2 separate regions of the Zea mays genome follow, and region 1 is linked to region 2. A link is a contact called in public Hi-C data. All regions are on one chromosome and are shown on one strand. Each heading gives the region's core, a stretch centred on a gene start, on an enhancer-like site or on the middle of the called end of the contact. The rest is flanking DNA. Distances are from core to core; before and after follow the strand shown.

Region 1 (4,441 bases), core at 323-2,822, 300 kb after region 2:
CTTTGTGGAACTGTTATGCGCAAACTTGATGTCTTTGTGTAATTGTTATGTGTGAAGTTGATGTCTTTGTAGAACTGTTATGTGTGACATGCCTTTGTGGAACTATTATGTGTGAACCTAATAGGTGTTGTTTGATCATGTATAATTTATTTTCACCCATTTTAGCACTGTTATGAGCACTTAATAGGTGGATTCCATTTGTTGGCAAAGTTTTTGATAGTTCTAAATTGTTCACACTCATTTTTTTTGAAAAAGATGCAAATCTTAGAGATCTTTGCTTGTTTTATTGTATTGAATTTTATATGCAAAGTATTCAAACAATATTTAGAATTTCATTCTAGGAATTAAACTGCTTGTACAACCAAACACAAATAATAGAATTAAATCACTCTCTGGTTGATTCAATTTTTAAAATTATTCATTTCTTTGAATTTAATTATGATAAAAGTTTCATTTCCATCCATCCAAAGGGTTGTGTTGGCTCCAACTCGAGGCCAAACACTAGGGGTGAACCTCCTGACGGTGCTCCCTACGGGAGCGTGGACAGTCTACGACCTCGCTGCAGGAGCAGCTCCTCTCCACGCAACACCGAACGGTCCGCACATAGGGTCAGACGGCCCGTGACATGGCATAGTGTCTTCTTCTCCGTGAAGAACCCTATATCTCGCCTCGCGGGAGGTACCAGTCGGGGAGTAGAGTTACAGAGGGTGCTCCGGAGTCGACAGGACAGCTGAGACGTCCCCAGACGACGTAGAGTTGACTAGAGATAAAGTAATAAGTCGAGAAAGACTAATACTAGGGCTAAACTACTGCTACTCCTAAGTCAAGAAAGTAAAGGATTTCATAAATAGATTGATTGGATCAATTTTAGGTGCATTTAAACGGCAGTACCCTTTATATTTATAGGGGAGGTTTGGACCCGTTCATAAACGCTTTCCAACATGTTCCTACGAGGTTAGTGGATAAGTACACGCGGGAGAGGGACTCTCGTCCGAGATCTAATCTAACCGCGGACCGTGCGAACTAAAACCGCAGACCGTCCACATGGTTAAACTGTTCGGCCGTCCCTAGGTACCATAAATGATGCTCAACAGAATGTTAGTGAAATACTCCATTCATTCATAAATATATGACATCGTTGATATTTTTCAAAACTTTGATCACTCATCTTATTCAAATATTTATTTAAAAATATAAAATTTTAAATAACGCTTAAATAACCTTAAGTGAACTTACGATTTTTAATGAGATGATGGTTAAAGTTTTGAAAAATAAGTTAACGATGACATATATTTATAAACTAATATATAAACGGAAAAGGTAGTACGATATATATAAAATCATGATCTCTATTCTTGAATATTTGTCGTTCGCTAGTTTATTTTTAAACTATACCGTGATAACTATCATTTACTCATGTGTTAGTGACGAATTTCTGATACAGTAGTTTCCGACAACATTTGTGTTCTCATCTCATCCAAATCCAAGCATGTTTGCTGTGCAATTCACTCTTCGGAATTGAGTCACGTGCACGAGAAATTAAAGGGAGGGCGCTATCCGTCCTCTACCCCCAAAGCGCGGTCCCCTCCCTTCCCCAGTCCCCACTACCACTACACGCCTCTCGCCGTCGCGTCTTCAAAGCCTCCGCCACTTGACTCCCATCCCCTCTCGCGTGGTCCTTCTCCTGCTCCCGCTCCCGCTGCTCCTCATCTTCTCGCGCCGCGGCCCCCAGCCTTTGCCCGCCGCTACCTCTCTCTAATTGGGCGGCGGCCTGCCGGTCCGATGGCGTTCAACTACCACGACCACGCGCTGGCGATGGACCCCGCGGCGGCCGCCGCGGTTGGGGCGGCCGCGAACCCTAGCTTTGTCTCCGGAGGTGGCATGGCCGGGGGGCCCGGCTGGGAGAGGGAGAAGGCGGCCATCGCGGCGCACCCGCTGTACGAGCGTCTTCTCGAGGCGCACGTCGCCTGCCTCCGCGTCGCCACCCCCGTCGACCAGCTCCCGCGCATCGACGCGCAGATAGCGGCGAGGCCCCCGCCCATGGAGGCCGCGGCTGCGGCTGCTGCGGCGGGCGGAGCACACTCGGGAGGCGAGGAGCTCGACCTCTTCATGGTAAGTACCCATACTTTCTCGTCTCTCTTCCTATTATGGTCTTGCTATGATGAAGCTAATAAGGTTGCCCAGTGGTTCTCTCTTCTCCATGCGGATTTTCTGATTGAGTTTTGGGTGTTCAATTGGATATTTGTATGGCTGGATGGTTCATCCGGCATGCTAAGTATTCTGTAGTACGCATGTGGAAGATTTTGGGGGTGATGTTGGCTAGTTAATTCAAAATGGATTTCCGAATAAACCGAGTTAATTATGCATGCATAGCAAAGGAGCCGCAAATTTAAGTGCAGAATCGACTCATGAACTTTTGATGCTATCCCTTATTACATGCTTTTCGTTCTTAATTGCGTTGCTTCTCTGTTTGCCAAGGTTATCGATAGTGAAGCCGTTTTTGCAACTTTCTTTTTACGTTTAGCTGTACCTCTCTTTTCTTTTTGAAATGATAATTAATCATTTTGTGGCAAGAGCAGGTTGTTATCATTCTCTGTTTTTTCCCTCTTTCGAATGGTTCTAAATTCTAACCTGTCTCGTTTTTCGTCCAGACACATTATGTGTTGCTCCTCTGTTCATTCAAGGAACAACTCCAGCAGCATGTGCGTGTTCATGCAATGGAAGCAGTCATGGCTTGTTGGGAGCTCGAACAAACTTTACAAAGCCTTACAGGTAGCTGAAGCTTTCTACTTTAATATTTTTAGAGGAAAATGCTTTAGCTGCCCCTTTTTGGAGTCTGCTTGATGTACAAGTACAACTCCCTACTTAATATTTGCTATGTTTCATGTTTTGTTCGTATGGTGGTCACAGCAGGTTTCAGTGCAACCTAGGCAGACCATCTTATTGAAATTTCTCGCCACAAATAACGTATTGACCATTCCCCAAATGTTTCCTTCCTTTGGAAATTGACCAAATAGCCATTCTCTTGTTGGTCTTATCAGGTATATGGAAACTACAAACTAACTAACATTAACTAACATTGTTAGTACTTTTTTTCTTGCATTAGAATCAAACCTTACAACTTCACGCTATCGAACCCATTTTTGAATCATTATCTCATCCATGAACCTCATGTTGCAGACCATGCAACTGGTGCTACCTTTGTGAGATAATTTTAACAGTGTTCTCCCAGTCAAAGTTTCCCCTATCATGTCTCTAGACTCTGCTGCAGGCCCCTCAGAACAGTTAATAACTTAATATAGTACACTGTAATGGCTCTATGAAAATTGAAAAATAAGAGAGTACTTGGCCGATTACATCTTGACTGCGCCCTCTATTTTAGCGCTGGTCTAGCCGGCATCGTGCAAACGTCTGACCCCACATGACATCTTCCCCCCCCCCCCCTCGACGAACAGCTCGTCCTCGAGCTGGAACCTGGGGTAGTGCTCGATGAATGTGTCGATGTCTTCCCAAGTAGCAGATGATGGTGGTTGGTCTTGCCACCAAATGAGGACTTGGCGCACGCCTCTGGCCAACTGTGCCTTGACTGCCGCTGCTGGAATTAGAATAGTTGCGCCGTGATGCATAGGCGACAGGGGTGGTGTAGACTCTGGTGGCTGGCCTCGAAAGAGCTTGAGGTGGCCAACATGGAAGACATCGTGTATGTGGGCTCCCAGTGGAAGACGAACGCTGACAACTACTTTGTTGATGTCTTCCATCACCTGATACGGTCATAGAAGCGTGGACTCAGCTTGCCGGTGGTTGCCTGCGGTAGGGATAGGGGGGTACGGTGCCGAACCCGCAACCAGACCCAATCGCCCACCTTGTAGGACAGTTGCCGATGGCGGCGATTGTAGTGTGCCTTGTAGGATGCCTGGGCCCGCTCCAATCTATAGCGCGCGTCCTTAAGCATCTCATCGCGTTCAGTCATTGTCTTGGCCACCGCTTCGGCACGCGTTTCTCCTTGCTCGTATGACCTGATCGTTGGTGGATCACGACCATAGACCAATTTGAATGGCGTATCCTTTAGGGATGTCTGGAAGGCGGTGTTGTAGGTGTACTCCGCTCAGGGAAGCCACCGCAACCATTAGCGCGGCCGATCCGTGTGAAACAGCGTAGGTACATGGAGATCACCTTGTTGGTGGCCTTGGCCTGGCCGTTTGCTTGGGGGTGGAAGGCGATGGTCATGTGGAGCTTGGCGCCGGATAGGGTGAGGAGCTCCTTCCAGAACGCGGATGTGAACACCAGGTCGCGATCGGAGACCAGCGATCGCAAATTCCGTGTAGGCGAACTATCTCCCCAAAGAAGACCTTGGCGACTCCTTCCGCCGAGTAGGGGTGACTAAGGGGTTGAAGTGGCCGTACTTGGAGAAGCGGTCCACCACCGTGAGGATGATAGACTT
Region 2 (4,429 bases), core at 176-2,675:
CCACCTCCCTCCAGCCTCTTGACCGCCGCGGTAACGCCGCCATCGAAGACTGCCTTGTAGACGCAACCGAAGCCGCCTACGCCGAGCACGTTGCTCTCACTGAACTCCCCCGTCGCCGCCTCCAGCGACGGGTACTCGATCATCGCCACGAGCCCCTTCCTGCTCGTCTTGAGCGAGTTGAACTTGCTCAGGATCGGCGCCAGCATGATCCCCCTCGCGGTGTCTGCGCAATGTAGAGGCGAGCGGTCCGTGAGCAGTTCAGGAATCTAAGAGCCAGCCTGCCCGCCGCAGCCCAGAAAAGTGAGCCAAGACCTGCGCTCTTGCCGCGGGGCAGCCGGCGGGACCGCCGCCACAGGATCCACGCGTAGAGCGTGGAGAGGATAATCGCGACGATGGCGATTGAGGCGAGGATGGAGGCGATGACTAGCTCACGGTGGAAATGACGGTGGCGCTCCACGATGATCACTGCAGACACAGAAAACATGCAGGTCAGGAGACAGTTCAGGAACACCAGCTGACTCCACAGTCCACAGTTGCTGCTTTTGGGCGTGGAAAAGATCAGGTTTTTGAAACGGTCTCACTTTTTCCCTTGAAAAAAAGTGAATTCTTTAGAAAAATGGAGTTACCAAACTATGTTTCAACTAAAAACCGTCAGTCGGAAGAAAAATGGAGTAACTTGATGATCATTAAACGCAGCTAATTTTCCGCAACGGTCCTCTCTCTCTAACTTGAACGAAATCGCAACCTTTTTCCATGAAAAGAACATTTATCCGGTGAGCAAATTGCGAAAGAAAAGGAGGTCTGGATAAAACCGCTGCTCTTTTTGGCCATTTTCAGTAGAAACAACAGCTTCTTCCACTGCAGCTGCTCGAGAAACAGTCTGCAAGTTTTCATTAAGGAGGGGGGAAAAAGAGATCCCCACTCCCAAAAAAACGAAACAAGAAACCGCAGAAACAAAACCAGAAATAACCAGAAACGCTTGCTCCATCTGATCCCTGGCAACCGGCCGGCAACCTACCGACAGGAGGCGGCGCCGGCACCGCCGGAGCGACGGGGGCGGTGCCATTGGCGCCGGCGGCGCGAACGTGCCTGGTGACAGGCGCCGTAGCGCCCGGAGACGACGGCGCGGCCCTTCCGTTTGCCGGGGAGGGGCATGAGGACAGCAGCAGCAGCAGGAGGAGGAGGTGGAGGAGGACGGCCGGGACGGAAGAGCGCAGGGACGGCAATGGAGGTGACAGCAGCCTCATGCTGCTCCGTACTACTCCTCGCCTCTCCGGTTAAAGAGCCAGAGGAGAGGAGAGGAGATCCCTGCCCCCAGGAACACGAGACTTTGTGGCTTTCCTGCAATTGGGCACGCACGCACGAGCGAGAGAGAGACAGCGCTAAGCTCCTCTCTCTCCTTATAAGTTTCTTTTTTTCTCTTGTGATTGCGAGCACTCTGGTATGGGTATGGCAAGTTGGCAACGCTGTGTGCGCAGAACAGTTGAGTTGAGCTGCTCGGCATTTTATTCTGGGGGGGTGGGGGGTGGAGACGGGGAGGGAGACGCTGGCAGAGCGGGGGTCGCTTGGCAGTGAGAGTGGCCATGTGCGGCGGTCTAAGGAAAAGGACGGATCGGGAGTGAAGATGATATGATCATATGAGACTGCGAGTGCGAGGGGGTCGTTCGTACGGTGGTGTGTTTGTACAGCTTTTTCCGTGGCCTCGGTTGTTTGGTAGCCCGAATTTTTTGTATTTTAGCTATTTTTCGGAAAAAAATTCACGTTTAGATCTTAAAAAATTTTAATGTCATTTTTGGACCCTTTGCTCGGCGCCATAGCCTATGGCGCCGAAGTAACACAGCTCGGCGCCATAGGCTATGGCGCCGAGGTCGTGTTGCGTTGGCACAACCCAGACGCGTGGCGTCGACGTGGCACCGAGCTCGGCGCCACAGATCTTGGCGCCGAGCTCGGTTGTGTTATTAACATATTTGTTGCAGACATGAGCACAAAGCCCAGCTAGCCCACTTGGTGGAGCATAAGGCTTCTAACCTTGTGGTTGTGGGTTCAAACCCCACAGTTTGCATTTTTATTTGGTTTTTTTGTTTATGTCGCTGGTGTGTCCGTTCAAATTTATTTCTCACCTATATTTTTTTATCTTTGTCACTACTCATTTTTTAAATAACTCATTAGGTATATTTTTTTTCTTAATCATTCATTGGGAAAGCGGCTCTTGCAACCCCACTGAAAAAATAAAAATTTTCAGAGCGGGGGTGTGGGGGCCGCTTTGCAGTGAGAGTGGCCATGTGCGGCGGTCTAAGGAAAAGGACGGATCGGGAGTGAAGATGATATGATCATATGAGACTGCGAGTGCGAGACGGGGTCGTTCGTACGGTGATGTGTTTGTACAGCTTTTTCCGAGGCCTCGGTTGTTTGGTAGCGGTACATGTACGTCTATCTTGGCGGCTTCTTGCTCGGCCAATTGCCATTTCTGCGCCTCGCATCGCATCTCCCGCGCCTCCTTTGAGATTCCTTTGGACCTGTCATCAGCTCACAGCCGAGTGAGCGCGTGCGTACGACTGCGGCAGGCCCCTTCGTCTGGGTCTCCCAAGCTCTCTCACGTGACTGGTGACCATCCACGATTGTGCAAGCATTTGCGAGCTCCCACTCCTAGGCCCAGCCCAGGGTGGGTGGTCACCTTCACCTCACTTGTGTTTTTTTTTTTTACTGCTGCTATCAGCTTGACTGACCTGCTGGCCCGAGCAGCAGCAGCGGTTTTGCAGCTTTCAATGGCTCGTCCTGCCGGCATTATTTCCGCACGTCCATCCGCCCGCCACCTCCCCCGGGCCGGGGAAATCAATGCGCATCAGTTCTGCCTCTCCGGCGAGCCGAGGCCCACCGGCGGATACCCACCACCACCGTCCACCGCCATCAAGGCCGACGGAACCACTGCACTGTGCAGCGCACGCACCACGCGGTGGGCCTCTGGGCCGCCCGTCGTCCTTCTCTCGCCCTCTGTGTGTGCCTGCTGCTTCCTCCTCGCTGATGTAGTTGATACGATCCTCTCTCCGCCTTCCCTGTCTGTCCTGGCTATAGTGCCTAGTGGTGATGGTACTTTTGGTCTGGTGGCGCGGCAAGGCAGCTAGGCGAGGTCAGCTCGGCGAATAGCCGCCCCCTCGCCGTACTTGGATTCTGGAATGTCGCGTCCTCCGTCGTCACCTCGCGTCTGCAGCTTCCCTGCTACTGTTGGTTTAGAAAAAAAAAACTCGATGGACAAGAATTTCAGTGTTATTTTCACTACCGGAATCGCAGGTTTTGCCGAGTGTTGTATTCTTTGCCGAGTGTCGCACTCGGTAAAGTTAGGCTCTCGGCAAAGAGCCCCTTTACCGAGTGCTGAACACTCGGCACAGGGGGCTCTCGGCAAAGACAAGTTTGCCGAGTGTCAAACACTCGGCAAAGGGCCGTCAGCGGCCGTCCCAAAGCTGTGGCCGTCAGTATTTGCCGAGAGCCAACTGCTGGCACTCGGCAAAGAGGCTTCTTTGCCGAGTGTCACATATTGGGCACTCGGCAAAAGACTCTTTGCCGAGTGTTACTATGATTTCATGTGTAGTTCTCTTAGGTTTCTACACATTGTGTCTCACAACTTTCTCCAAACATTCTACAATTTTTATCACAGCATGTACATATGATATCATGACACGTGGACAAGTTTCATTATTTTCTGAATTTGTTTGTGTTTTATACAATTTTTAAATATGTGGATGGCAAGTTCACGACCATGTTTAGTGAGCATGTTGCTCGAAGTTTCCGGTACGCTCCTAGAATCGGTCATAACTTATGGTAAGTAACATGAATATCATTTTTGCATGTACGGTTTTCCAAGTTTCGAGTGACCTACAGTTCAAATCTGAATTTTGCGAAAAAATTTAAATAAACGAACTAAATCTACTAGATATTGCAAACACAGTTATAATTGTCCCCAAATGGTACATGTAGGTCTACATAGTGTAGGAACAAACCACAAAAAGTTTGGTGGCCAAAACCAAAAAAAATACAAATGTACTTTGTCGAGTGTCAGATGGTGACACTCGGCAAAATATGTTTTGCCGAGTGCCGCCCAGGTAGGCACTCGGCAAAGAAGTGTGAAGTAATCTTTGCCGAGTGTCCCCTGGCCGACACTCGGCAAAGGATCCTTTGCCGAGTGTCGTCGATCTGGCACTCGGCAAAGCTTATTTTAAAAATAAAAAAATCTTTGCCGAGTGCCAGATCGCGGGCACTCGGCAAAGAAGGAAAAATATACTTCCGCCCGGCTCCTTTCTTCTTCTTTCTCTCCTCACTCTCTCTGTCTAAGCGCAGTTCGCCGCCGCCACCCTAAACCGCCGCCGTGCCCACGTGCCGCCTCACCGCCGCCTCACCGCCGCGCCGCCTCACCGCCGCCCGCCCACGCGCCGCC

What was found. A called contact is a pair of places that touch in the nucleus more often than the background predicts.
Region 1: a Hi-C map of leaf shows a contact between it and region 2, with 6 times the contacts expected there. The contact joins the promoter of LOC103638717 here to the promoter of LOC100217243 in region 2. A contact is called at or near these places in 5 of 25 Hi-C or Micro-C datasets (ear, leaf and tassel).

What each region holds. Positions count from the first base shown.
Region 1 is chr9:98,187,198-98,191,638 of Zm-B73-REFERENCE-NAM-5.0, forward strand. It overlaps LOC103638717 (homeobox protein knotted-1-like 11), which reads left to right and starts at 1,573. Exons shown (of 6, transcript XM_008661553.4): 1 at 1,573-2,112; 2 at 2,652-2,772. The coding sequence starts at 1,783.
Region 2 is chr9:97,889,186-97,893,614 of Zm-B73-REFERENCE-NAM-5.0, forward strand. It overlaps LOC100217243 (putative protein kinase superfamily protein), which reads right to left and starts at 1,426. Exons shown (of 10, transcript NM_001143598.1): 1 at 1,090-1,426; 2 at 313-465; 3 at 1-223. The coding sequence starts at 206.